2 separate regions of the Sus scrofa genome follow, and region 1 is linked to region 2. The links are chromatin contacts, called in public Hi-C maps. All regions are on one chromosome and are shown on one strand. The core of a region is the stretch at or near the end of the contact, and the rest is flanking DNA. Distances in the headings are between cores, read along the strand shown. Region 1 holds the start of PARP10 (poly [ADP-ribose] polymerase 10). Region 2 holds the start of OPLAH (5-oxoprolinase).

The links. Hi-C and Micro-C count contacts between places; a contact is called where the count stands out from the background.
Region 1: a Hi-C map of liver shows a contact between it and region 2, with 1.6 times the contacts expected there. The contact joins the promoter of PARP10 here to the promoter of OPLAH in region 2. A contact is called at or near these places in 3 of 5 promoter capture datasets (fetal liver, fetal skeletal muscle and liver), 12 of 47 Hi-C or Micro-C datasets (alveolar macrophages, brain, embryonic fibroblasts and 7 more) and 2 of 2 datasets of contacts at active chromatin or transcription factors (alveolar macrophages and skeletal muscle).

Annotation. Positions count from the first base shown.
Region 1 is chr4:686,634-692,673 of Sscrofa11.1, forward strand. PARP10 (poly [ADP-ribose] polymerase 10) reads left to right here and starts at 1,878. Exons shown (of 11, transcript XM_003125470.6): 1 at 1,878-2,765; 2 at 2,846-3,100; 3 at 3,173-3,409; 4 at 3,492-4,075; 5 at 4,191-4,412; 6 at 4,533-4,596; 7 at 4,800-5,450; 8 at 5,549-5,682. The coding sequence starts at 2,600.
Region 2 is chr4:627,452-633,160 of Sscrofa11.1, forward strand. OPLAH (5-oxoprolinase) reads left to right here and starts at 2,450. Exons shown (of 28, transcript XM_021090413.1): 1 at 2,450-2,547; 2 at 2,976-3,199; 3 at 3,276-3,467; 4 at 3,980-4,079; 5 at 4,159-4,282; 6 at 4,372-4,567; 7 at 4,644-4,809; 8 at 4,912-5,050; 9 at 5,132-5,199; 10 at 5,340-5,605; 11 at 5,683-5,709. The coding sequence starts at 3,029.

The DNA.
Region 1 (6,040 bases), core at 628-3,127, 59 kb after region 2:
GCCAAGTTAACTTCCCTGGACTTCAGCGGTCCTGAGGACGTGCTGACCGCCACAGCCAGGGTCATCCTCTGCAGGGCTGTCTCCTGGAGCCCCTTCGGGAGGGCCTCTCCACCTGGGGCCTGGCATCTTACTGCACTTTCCTGGCTCCCGGGCCCAGCAGTAGTTGGGAAAAGGCTCTGTCCTGTGTGGGTGGTGTGCTGGTTCAACGTTGAACTGACCCCTGAACAAGAAGGGAAGCCCCGATCTGTACTTTCTCGCACTTGTCCTTGGCATAAATACCCCATCCTGGCTGATTTCAAGCGACCGCCTGTTTTAACAACTGACTCATAATGATCCCCGAACACTTAACAGCGTGGTCATGATGAGAGCTGCTCCAGCACACAGGACAGATTTGTGTAACAAGTGGATTGCACAGCATAAGAGAAGGCAGCGAATCCTATGAGACGAGAAATATAGAGCCTGTAGTGATGACCTCGGGTTTTGTAGAACTGGAATTTCATACAATTTGAGGGGATTTCTTTAAGAAAAATAATTAAAACTGACAAACATGGGGAGTTCTCGTAGTGACTCAGTGGTTAACGAACCCAACTAGCATCCATGAGGATGCAGGTTCGATCCCTGGCCTTGCTCAGTGGGTTAAGGATCCGGCGTTGCCGTGAGCTGTGGTGTAGGTCACAGACACGGCTTGGACCTCGATTGCTGTGGCTGTGGTGTAGGCTGGCAGCTGCAGCTCCGATTCGACCCCTAGCCTGGGAACCTCCATATGCTGTGGGTGTGGCCCTAAAAAGACAACAAACAAACAAAAACAAATATGAAGTCAGGGCTCATGCAAGTCCCAGGTCCTTGAAGACTTTTAGGTTCAGGTTAAATCTGCCACTAAGAGCCTGGTAAGGTGAGTCAGGGGGAGGGGTGTCCCGGTGGCCCCATAGGAAAGGCTGGTGCAAGAAGAGGGAAGGGCCAGTGCAAGGGTCCCGAGGTGGGAGGGTCTGCTGCACTGGCCGACGGAGCTGAGGGCACGCGGCCAGACCAGAGACCAGGGCCCGGTCAGTCCAGCCTGGCGGGTCCGCCAAAGGACTCTGGCTTTACCATGGTCTGAGTTGTCGCAGCCCTTGGTGCCACTTCACAAGGTTCACTTTGCCCTCTGTGGAGAATGACAGTGGGCAGAGGGTGTGGGCAGGAGTGGCAGAGAGAGGTCAGTTAAGAGGTTAGCATAGTGATCCCGACGAGAGATGACGGCGGCTCAGACTACGGTAGGGACAACCGAAGTGTCGGCCGGACAGCTCAGGCTATAGGCTGGACAGGTGCTCAATCCCTTGGAGAAGTAGCTGGGGTGGAGGCTGGCTTTTAGTGGCTGAGGGGTCAGTGGGGGAGATGGGGAGCAGTGGTAGGCGCGACTCTTTGAGAGGCTGGAAGCAAATGGATCCAGGCAATGGGCAGGTTCAATGACAAGGGGCGCGTGGGTTCTAAAGGCGCAGCCTGTGTGTGCGGCTCCGCGCTGCCGTGGGTCCTATCCCTGCCTCCTTCTCTTCTGCGATGAGGATTTTTTCCTTTTAGGGTCACACCCGTGGCATACGGAAGTTCCCAGGCTAGGGGTCGAACCAGAGCTGCAGCCGAGGCCTACGCCACAGCCATGGCAATACCAGGTCCAAGCCACACCTGTAGCCTATGCCATAGCTTATGACGACGCCAGATCCTTAGTGCCCTGAGCGAGGCCAGGGATTGAACCCGAATCTTCGCTGAGACACGGGGGTCCTTAGCACTCTGAGCCACAACGAGAACTCCTGTGATAGGATTTGCTGCAGCCAGGCATGTCGGCCCAGCAGTGTGCCTGCTCCTTCTGGGGTTAGCCTTGGTGGTGTGGTGGTGATGACAACATCGGCTGGGAAGGCTGGGCAGGTGCACGGACTGGAGAGAGCCACAGGAGGGGAGTGCGGGGAGCAGCAGGAAGGCACTGGGGCAGAAGCTCCTGTAGGTCAAGAGCGGAAGCTGCTCACCCTCAGCACCCACAAGTTGGAGGTGTGGCCACCTGCTAGTTGTTTAAGCGTGAGCGATGCAGTCGCGAAGGCTGCCGGAAGAGTCCAAAGCCGGCCTCAGCCGGGGCCTGGCCTGGGGACCCAAGGTGCTCAGGCGGTGGAGGAGGGCCACGCAGAGGCTTGAGGTCCTTGACCCAAGTCCCCAGCCGGGCCCAGTAGGGAGGGTGATTGGCCGTTTTGAGGTTGACAGGGAAGGGCCCGTGGGGAGTGGAGGACCTCCAGGAGCCACTTCCCCCACCCTGGCGGCACCAGGCTGGGGTGGGGCAGATGGGGCTCGTGGGCTGGGCTGAGGACCTGGGGGGTGGGGCTGGAACATTCAGCAGGCAGGGCCTGAGAGGCAGCCTCTCAGCCCCAGCACTGCAGGCCCCTCCCTCCCTCTCTTCCTGCAACAGTTTCACTTTTGCTTTTGCGTCCCTGGCCTTCTGCTTCAGGGCTGGGGAGGAGGGGTCTGGGCTGAAGGCACGGGCTGGGCGGGCCAGGGGACACTGCCAAGGGGGAGGGGGCTGGGGGGAGCAGCCGGACTGCGGGGCTGCCACCCTACCCTCTCTTCTGGCCCCAGGGTTGCGATGGGGGAGGTGGGGACAGTGGTGGAAGTCAGCGGGCTGACCCCCGATGTCCCCGAGGAGCTGCTCATGCTCTACTTTGAGAACCGCAGGAGCTCTGGGGGTGGACCTGTGTTGAGCTGGCAGAGACTTGGCCCTGGGGGCATACTCAGCTTTCGGGAGCCTGCAGGTGAGGGCATGGACGGAAAGGGGCAGGCGGGCTCCCCGGCCGGCCTTCCGGCCTGACAGCCCCCTTTGCCCTGGCCGCAGATGCAGCGAGGGTCCTGGCCCAGGAGGAGCACACTCTGTGCGGTGCCCGGCTGAGCCTGCGGCCCGCCCCGCCCCGCGCCCCTGCGCGCCTGCTCCTCCAGGCACTGCCTCCCGGCCTCGCACCCCAGCGCCTGGAGCAGCACGTCCAAGCCTTGCTTCGTGCCACAGGTCACCCTGAGCAGCCCTGCCGTGCCCTGGCCAGTCCCCGACCAGACCGGGCCCTGGTCCAGCTGCCCAAGCCCCTTTCTGAGGCAGGTGAGAGGCGGGATGGGGGCAGAGGTGCCTGTTAGGGGAGAGGCTCTGAGCTGACTTACACCCTCCCCACAGAGTTCCGCGTGCTGGCGGAGCGGGCGCGGGCCGTGGGCCTGGAGGGGGCGGAGGTATCCCTGGCCTGGGTGCCCCAGGCCCGAGCGGTGCGTGTAGTGGGGGGCAGCCCCGCTGCGGACCCGCTGCTGTTGGAGCTGTACCTGGAGAACGAGCGCCGCAGTGGTGGGGGGCCCCTGGAAGGCTTGCGCAGGCTGCCGGGGACCCTGGGCACCGTCGCCTCCTTCCAGCAGTGGCAGGGTGAGTGGGGCTGGGTGGACCGGGCCCACCCCTCCCTGTGCCTTGGAGCCCTGACTCCTTCTGTCCTTTCCCTTCCTCCAAGCGGCTGAACGGGTGCTGCAGCGGGACCACCGGCTACAGGGCTCAGAGCTGAGCCTTGTCCCCCACTATGAAGTGCTGGAGCCGGAGGAGCTTGCTGAGGACACCCGTGGAGGGAGCCACCTGGCTGCGTTGGGCCCCGGGGCCCCCGAGCATGCTCTCCCGGAGGCTGGAAGGCCCACGAGGGCCCAGAGTTGTGCAGGGCCTGTGACATTGGGCTCGGAGGAGGCACCAGGGCCGTCAGGAGCTTCTGTGAGGACAGGTTCTCCCTGGCGCAGGTCCTCACTGGGACCGGCCGGGCCCATCAGCTCGGGGCCTATGGAGTCTTCAGAGCAGGCGGGGCTGGTAGGCCCGGGGCCTGGGGGCTCTCCAGGCCCAGTGGAGAACACCATGGGCTCTCCGGAGCAGGTGGAGTCGGTGAGCCTGGGGCCTGTGGGGTCACCGGGGCAGGAGGGCCCGATGGACACGGTGCTGCCGATGGAGCCGGGAGCAATGCGCTTCCTACAGCTCTATCATGAGGACCTTCTTGCTGGCCTGGGAGACGTCGCCCTCTTCCCACTCGAGGGATCAGATACGACTGGATTTCGAGTGAGTGACTCCTGAGGATTCCTCACCGTTTGCCCTCTGACCCCTCCCACTAGGGGCTCTGGGTTCCTTTCCTCTGCCCTAAACCTGCGCACAGCCCCTCCCTGTGATCCTGCAGCTCTGCGGAGCCCCGGGCCCGTGCCGGGCGGCCGAGGAGTTTCTGCAAAGTCTGCTTGGCAGCATCAGCTGTCATGTGCTGAGCCTGAAGCACCCAGGCAGTGCCGGGTTCCTGCTGAGCCCAGAGGGGCAGCACCTCCTCCGTGGGTTGGAGGCTCAGTTTCAGTGTGTCTTTGGGACAGAGCATCTGGCCAGGGCCGCCCTCCACACGGACCCTGAGGAGGTAGAGTTGCAGCCCATCCCGCCTCCCCTTCCTCACACCTCAGCCCCGGTGCCCCCTTCGCCCTCCCTGGGAGGCCCGGGAGGGGTGTGCCTGGCGGGCGCTGACATTCTCCCCCATCAGGTGGACCCCCGCGCCCTGGGGCCTCCAGATGACGCGGGACGTGACCAGGAGAATGTCAGCCTCGGTAGGGCTCCTGGGGACCCCCAGCACCTCCTGTGGTCCTTTCTTGACCTCACCCTCCATGCTGCCCTCCACTCCCACCTGCCTGGTGACCAGATGCCCTCTAACCCCTTCCTCCATCTTCCACTGGCCCCCTGACTCCTCCTGTCCCCCAGCTCCATCCTGGCTGGGCCCGACTCCTGACCCAGTGCATCTCCCCGCCCACAGAGGAGGTCCAAGAGCTGCTGGCCACCCTGGAGGGCCTGGAGGGGGAAGAGAGGCTGCCGCTGGTGCTGGGGGAGGAGGAGCCTGAGGGGCGGCCAGAGGAAGAGGAAGAGGAGGAGGCTGTGACTCCCAGGGCTGGCGAGGGGCCAGTGGCCCCAGGCACGGGGGTGCCTGGGCCGCTGGAGGAGGAGGCCGCCCTGCAGCTGGCTCTTTACCAGTCTCTGGAGCCACAAGACCAGGTGGCTGAGCGAGAGGAGGCTGTGGCCCTCCAGCGAGCCCTGGCCCTCTCTCTGCTGGAACCACCCTGGTTAGAGGAAGGAGAGCACGAGGGCCAGGGGCCTGGCGGCTGCGCCCAGCTGGTGGTGCATGTGGCCTTTGAGCAGGATCTGGACGAGCTGGACCGGGCACTGGAGGCTGCGTTGGAGGTGCACCTCCGGGAGGAGACGGTGGCGCCCCAGGGCTGCATGCTGCCCGCAGAGCTGTGCGCCCGCCTGGGGCGGTGCCACGGCGTGAGTGTTGCCCTTCGTGGCGACCACACTGTCTTCCGTGGCTTTGGGGCCCAACCCACACGAGCTGCCCGCCACTTAGCAGCGCTGCTGGCTGGCCCCCGGGATCAGAGTCTGGCCTTTCTCTTGGCAACTCTGGGCCCCACTTGTGAGTCTGCAGCCCAGACTGGAGAAGGGTGGGGTAGGCCAGCTACCAGGGACGGGAGCCCCGGCATGGCCTGCACTCCCTTTCGCCCTGTGTGTCAGGGCCACCGCAGAGGCCCAGGGAGCCCTTGGGCAGCCTGGAGCGACTGGCCGAGAGCAGCAGGGAGTTCCAGACGGTGGTGCAGGCTTTCTACGACACCCTGGACGCGGCCCACGGCAAGATCCTTGTTGTCCGGGTGAGTCCACGCTCCGTCTTGCCGGCCTCTGGCCTCCTGGGCTCCTGGCACCATTTTGCCTTGTAGAGCGCGTGGGCCGTCACCCTGCCCGTGTCAGGGTCAGCAGCCAGAAGTTGCCCTGTAGGCTGGAAACGGAGGGGGGCAGGGGACCCTGGGACTCCCCAGCCCCGTTCCCTGCCTGAAGGGTGTTCACAATTCTGGGACGGGGAGGCAGAGGGCTGCAGAGGCTGGGGAGGATGCAGTCCCCGCACAGGTCCCACTGTGCCAGTTAGAGCCAGTTTCCGCCTCTGGAGCACGGGGTGGTGATGCCATCTAGGGGCTACTGTGAGGATTACGCAGTCCGCGCATCGGACCCAGG
Region 2 (5,709 bases), core at 1,200-3,699:
GGTCAACGATCCAGCGTTGCCGTGAGCTGTGGTGTATGTCACAGATGCGGCTTGGATCTGGCATTGCTGTGGCTCTGGCGTAAGCCGGTGGCTACAGCTCTGATTAGACTCCTAGCCTGGGAACCTCCACATGCCGCAGGTGCAGCCCTAGAAGAGACGGAAAGACGAGAAAGAAGAAGAGAAGAAGAGGGAAGGAGTTCCCCGATGGCACAGTGGGTTACGGTTCCCACCTTGTGGCGGAAGCGGCTTGGACCACTGCTGTGGTTTGGGTTCACCCCTGGCCCAGGAACTTCCACATACTATGGGCGAGGCCCAAAAAACAAAAAAGAGAGAGAGAGGAGAGGAGGCTGACTTTGGAGGCAGAGATCAGAGTGATACAGCCACAAGCCAAGGAATGCTGGACGCTGGACATGGCAAGGAACCTCCAGAAGGAATGACCTGGCTAACACCTAGACTTTAGCCCAGAAGACTCAATTTGGACTTCTGGCCTTTAGAACTGGAAGAGAATGAGTGTGTGTTGTTTTAAGCTTTCACATTTGTGGTAATGGACTTGAGCTTTCTCGTAATTTCTTCCCACTGAGATCACCAACCAGGCCTGGAGGCGCTGTCCTTCCCTGGGTATGGCCTAGGGACATGATGGCCCTGACCCACGGCGGGTGGGGAGGGCAGGCCTCGTCTTCTCAGCTTGAGACCCCTTAAGATGCTGTGCTGGCCATGACCACCTCTGGAACTGTGCAGAGTCACCCAGTCCCACAACCTGGCATGGGCTGGCGGGGATGCTGCAGTGGGTGGCCAGATGTTTGGGCAGGGAAGCCTGAATCTTGGACCCTCTCTCCCTGCTACACCGCTGTGCTAGGCTGGGGTGAAGACACCTCTGTCCTCTAGGAGGAGCCTCCTAGAGGGATTCCTGGCCTGGGGGAGGTCTGGCCTTTCTTATCCTTTGGCCCTCAGGGGGCCAAAGGTCAGAGGTCAGGTGCACCCTGCTCCTGGTGATCAGAACTGCGGGGCCTTGGCTCTGAAGCCCCGGAATGTTGCTGAGGCCCGGGGTTAGGAGCAGCTGCTGATCTCACAATGGCGGGGTCCCATGTCCCTGGCCAGCGCGTTGCCAGCTGCTGGCAGCTGCCACCCACCGCTGCTGGGCATGTCCCTCCTCAGCAGCTACGAGGGCCTGAGGCAGGAGATCCAGCGGCTGGCACAGGAGAATGAAGAGCTTCGGCGGCTCGTGCAGCTCATCCAGGAGAACCAGGAGCTGAAGCTGGTGCTCAAGAGTCGGGGCAGCAGCCTGGGCTTCTGCAGCTCTGGGCTCCTGGCTGAGGTGGCTGCCAGCCCTCGCCTGCCTCGGCGCCGAACCATCAAGTTCAAGAATGCTGAAAGAGGTGAGTGTGAGCACTCCAGGGGCCCAAGGATGGTCTTCTCAGAGGCTGGCAAGTGCCACTCACTCAGCTGTGCCATGACAGTGAAAAGCAGGGGGAGACCCCTGCTCCTGTGGGGCAGGTGCTGACAGGTGCTGGCAGGGGCCGCGGAGGAAGGGGCAAGGGGCGGAGTGGGGGTCTCTCGTCCGGGGTGCAGAAGGGAGACGGTGAAATCGCTGAGAAAGTGACATCAGAACAGGTGGACTGAAGGGAGGGAGCCAGGAGGCTGCCCTTCAGCCGTCATCATGCAAGGCGGCCAGACGCCACCCAGTCAGTGCCAAGCCTTGTTGCTGCCTGGGTGCAGCCCACCCCCCTCTCCTTCAAGAGCCAGCAAGGCTCCAGGAAGCAGGGATGTCCAAGGTGGGGTGGGACCGGGGGAAAGCCAGCGCCCTGTCTGCCTGGTACATCAGGCGGGCAGCCCCTCACTTGCTGGGCTTGGGGAGCCCCCTGCCCCCACCACTCCTTTTCTGGAGGCCCTCAGAGCTCAAGCCCACCTCAGGCCTGGCAGGCACAGCAGCAGCTTTCAGGTCTCGGGAAACAGGCCGCAGAGGGGCAGCCATCCGCCCCGTCACGGGACTGACCAGGCCTCTGGCCACATCAGCCCGAGTGTCGCAGGATCGCTTGGGGCGTGCGCGTGTGTGCGTGTGTGTGCGGGGGGGGGGGGGGGGGGCTTCTCCCGGGCTCGCTCAGCCCCTCAGTTCCGCCCTCCCTGTCACCCCCGCCCTGTCCCCCACAACTGCCTGGCGCTGGACAGCCCGCTCCCGCTGCCCCCTGGACCTGGAGGAAGGTCCCCCGGGCACCCACGCTTGGCGAGCTCCGGGCGGCCGGAGGAACAGGTGCCGGGAACGGGTCGCGGGGAAAGCGCCGCTCCCGCACAGCGCCGCCCGACTTGGGTTCGGGCTGGAAGCTCCCTCCGCCCCCGGCCCAGCTCGGGCCCCGCCCTGCCGTCCTCCGGGCGGCTAGCGGCCGAAGGAGGGGGCGGCTCCGGGCAGCCCGAGCCTGACGCAACCGGGAGAGCCCGGCGCGCCGGGACCGGTCGGGCGGGGGGCGGGCCCCGCTTCCGGGCTGGGGGCGGGCGCGGCCCGGAGCGAGCGCAGCCCGAACAGACGGCGGGGGACCGGAGCCGACAGGCCAGGTGGGCCCTGGGTCGGGTCCCTCCCGCTCTCCCTCTGCAGCCCCGGCCCCCGCGAGCCCCCCGCGCGCGCTCCTCCTCGTCTCCCCGCCCCGTCACCTGCGCAGGCTCCGCCCCGTCCCCGTGTCCCGCATGGCCTCTGCTCCAAGGTCGAGCAGTTGGGAAGCAGGCCTTCTCTCACTTGCCACCCCCCACCCGCCGGCCCCCCCTTAGTTCCTCAAGGGCCAGAACCCCCAGCCCGAGGGCTCCCTCTGCGCCTCCACCTGGGTTTCCTCCTGACCCTGCGCACCGGATCTGGGCAATGGGGGCATTAGGCCTGGCGTGGCACTTGCTGCCTCCCCCAGGCACGCCGCACCCCGGGCCGAATCCCCCAATGTCTCCCCACCTGCACATGACTCCAGGCTCCCCTGCTGACCACTGCCTTCCTCCAGTTCTCCCAGGACTGCCGCCTGAAGAGTCACTGCTGGATTGCCACCCTGTCACCATGGGTGTCCCAGAGGGGCGCTTCCATTTTGCCATCGACCGTGGAGGCACCTTCACAGACGTCTTTGCCCAGTGCCCCGGGGGGCACGTGAGGGTCTTGAAACTGCTCTCAGAGGACCCTGCCAACTATATGGATGCCCCCACCGAAGGCATCCGCCGCATCCTGGAGCAGGTGGCCAGGGCAGAGTGGCAGGGTGGTGGTGGGGGAACATCTGGGCCAGAGGCCTGATGGTTCCTGTGGTTCCCAGGAGGGGGGCATGCCATTGCCACGGGACCAGCCGCTGGACACCAGTCGCATCGCCAGCATCCGCATGGGCACCACAGTGGCCACCAACGCGCTGCTGGAACGGCGGGGGGAGCGACTTGCACTGCTGGTGACTCGAGGCTTCCGAGACCTGCTGCATGTGGGCACCCAGGCCCGCCAGGACCTCTTTGACCTGGTGAGCTCACCCACGCCATCGGGTGACCAGCTCTGCCACTCATGATTTCCCGGGGTGCCCTGGCCCCTTGGGGAGGGCACTCTTTGGAAGGGTCAGTGCTAGCTCAAGGCCACTGGCTGATAGAGAGGAGATTCTGGGCACTCATGGCGGGACAGTGCGCCACCCCTAGCCCTGAGTGGTCACAGGTTGTCCCGTGCTGGTCTGCCACTATGTCGCATCCTGGACCCTGACCCTCACCGCCACTGCTGGGTTCTGGGAAGGAGCTGCCCTTGTGGGGGTGGGGCAGTTGGCTGCACTAAGATGCCTCTGGGCAGAGCCGGCCCCTAGGTGGGCTTTGCTGTGGCCACCCTGTCTGACAGTGTCTCCTGCACCTGGTGGCTGACCTGCTGGGGAGTCAACTCAACCTGTTGGGAGTTGAGTTGGGCTCCCTCGACTGCCTGGCTCCCCCACCCCCGGGACCTCAGCCAGGACCTTCAGGCCTGGGCCTCCTCTGAGCCTCTGCCCACCCTCAGGCTGTGCCCATGCCCGAGATGCTGTACGAAGAGGTGCTGGAAGTGGACGAGCGTGTGGTGCTGTACCGAGGGGAGCCGGGTGCTGGGACACCTGTGAAAGGTGCGCTGCCTCAGGTGGGGGGGGACCGGGTGGAGGCCCTGACAGGCCTTTGAGGGGGCAGCTGGGGGCTTCCTGGCAGGCTGCACAGGGGACCTGCTGGAGGTGCAGCAGCCTGTGGACCTGGAGGCCCTGCGTGGGAAGCTGGAGGGGCTCCTGTCGCGAGGCATCCGCAGCCTGGCCGTGGTGCTCATGCACTCCTACACGTGAGTGTGGGCCGCTGGGGCGGGGCCCTGGGTGGCCGGCTGTGGGGGGGGGGTGGCAGGAGGCTCAGGGGCCCTGGGCGTCATCGCAGGTGGGCCCAGCATGAGCAGCAGGTGGGCACGCTGGCCCGGGAGCTGGGCTTCGCACATGTGTCGCTGTCCTCGGAGACCATGCCCATGGTACGCATCGTGCCCCGGGGGCACACGGCCTGCGCAGACGCCTACCTCACGCCCACCATCCAGCGCTACGTGCAGGGCTTCCGCCGCGGCTTTCAGGGTCAGCTCAAGGTGAGGCGCCCCTGCCCCCTGCTCCCGGCCACCCTGCCAGGGCCTGCTCTGCCCCTCACGGCCCACCTGCCCATAGGACGTGCAGGTGCTCTTCATGCGCTCCGACGGCGGCCTGGTGCCCGTGGACTCCTTCAGCGGCTCCCGCGCTGTGCTCTCTGGCCCTGCCGGGGGTGTGGTTGGCTACGCAGCCACCACCTACAGGGTGGAGGGCGGCCACCCTGTCATTGGCTTTGACATGGGAGGTAGGAGGGCCTGCAGGCGGGGGCCGGTGGCACCTCAGTTGCTGGGCTGAGCGATGCTGGGCCTCGGGTCTGAAACAACTCCTTACCACCCCACCCCATCAGGCACGTCCACTGACGTGAGCCGCTACGCAGGGGAATTTGAGCACGTCTTCGAGTCCAGCACAGCGGGTGTCACCCTCCAGGCCCCTCAGCTAGACATTAACACGGTGGCAGCTGGTGGGGGCTCACGCCTCTTCTTCAGGTCAGCCGCACCCCACGCCTTGGGGGGCGGACCCCAGCCCTGCCTCCCGACCTGCTTCCAATTCCAGTCCTGTCTCCAAAGGTCGGGCCTCTTCGTGGTGGGGCCAGAGTCTGCAGGAGCCCATCCGGGCCCCGCCTGCTACCGCAAAGGTAAGCGCGGGCGGGCGGATGCTCTGCCGGGCCCCTTGGCACGCTGCCCAGGCCCAGCCCGCCCCTGCAGCCCCACCCCCACCGCCCATGCCTGGCGTCCACCTCCGGCCCCCAGCCCCCACACTGTGCACACCTCCCAGGAGGCCCTGTGACAGTGACGGATGCTAATTTGGTCCTGGGTCGCCTGCTGCCTGCCTCCTTCCCCTGCATTTTTGGGCCGGGAGAGGACCAGCCACTGTCCCCGGAGGCCTCCCGAAAGGCCTTGGAGGCTGTGGCCACTGAAGTCAATAGCTTCCTGACTAATGCGCCTTGCCCGGCGCCCCCGCTGAGCCTGGAGGAGGTGGCCATGGGGTTTGTGCGAGTGGCTAACGAGGCCATGTGCCGGCCCATCCGAGCCCTCACACAGGTACGCCTGGCTTTGCCCTCACCCAGGGGTGGGGGGGCTGGGCGGGGGAGGCCACTGACCCCCCTCTGGTTCCACAGGCACGAGGCCACGACCCCTCGGCCCAT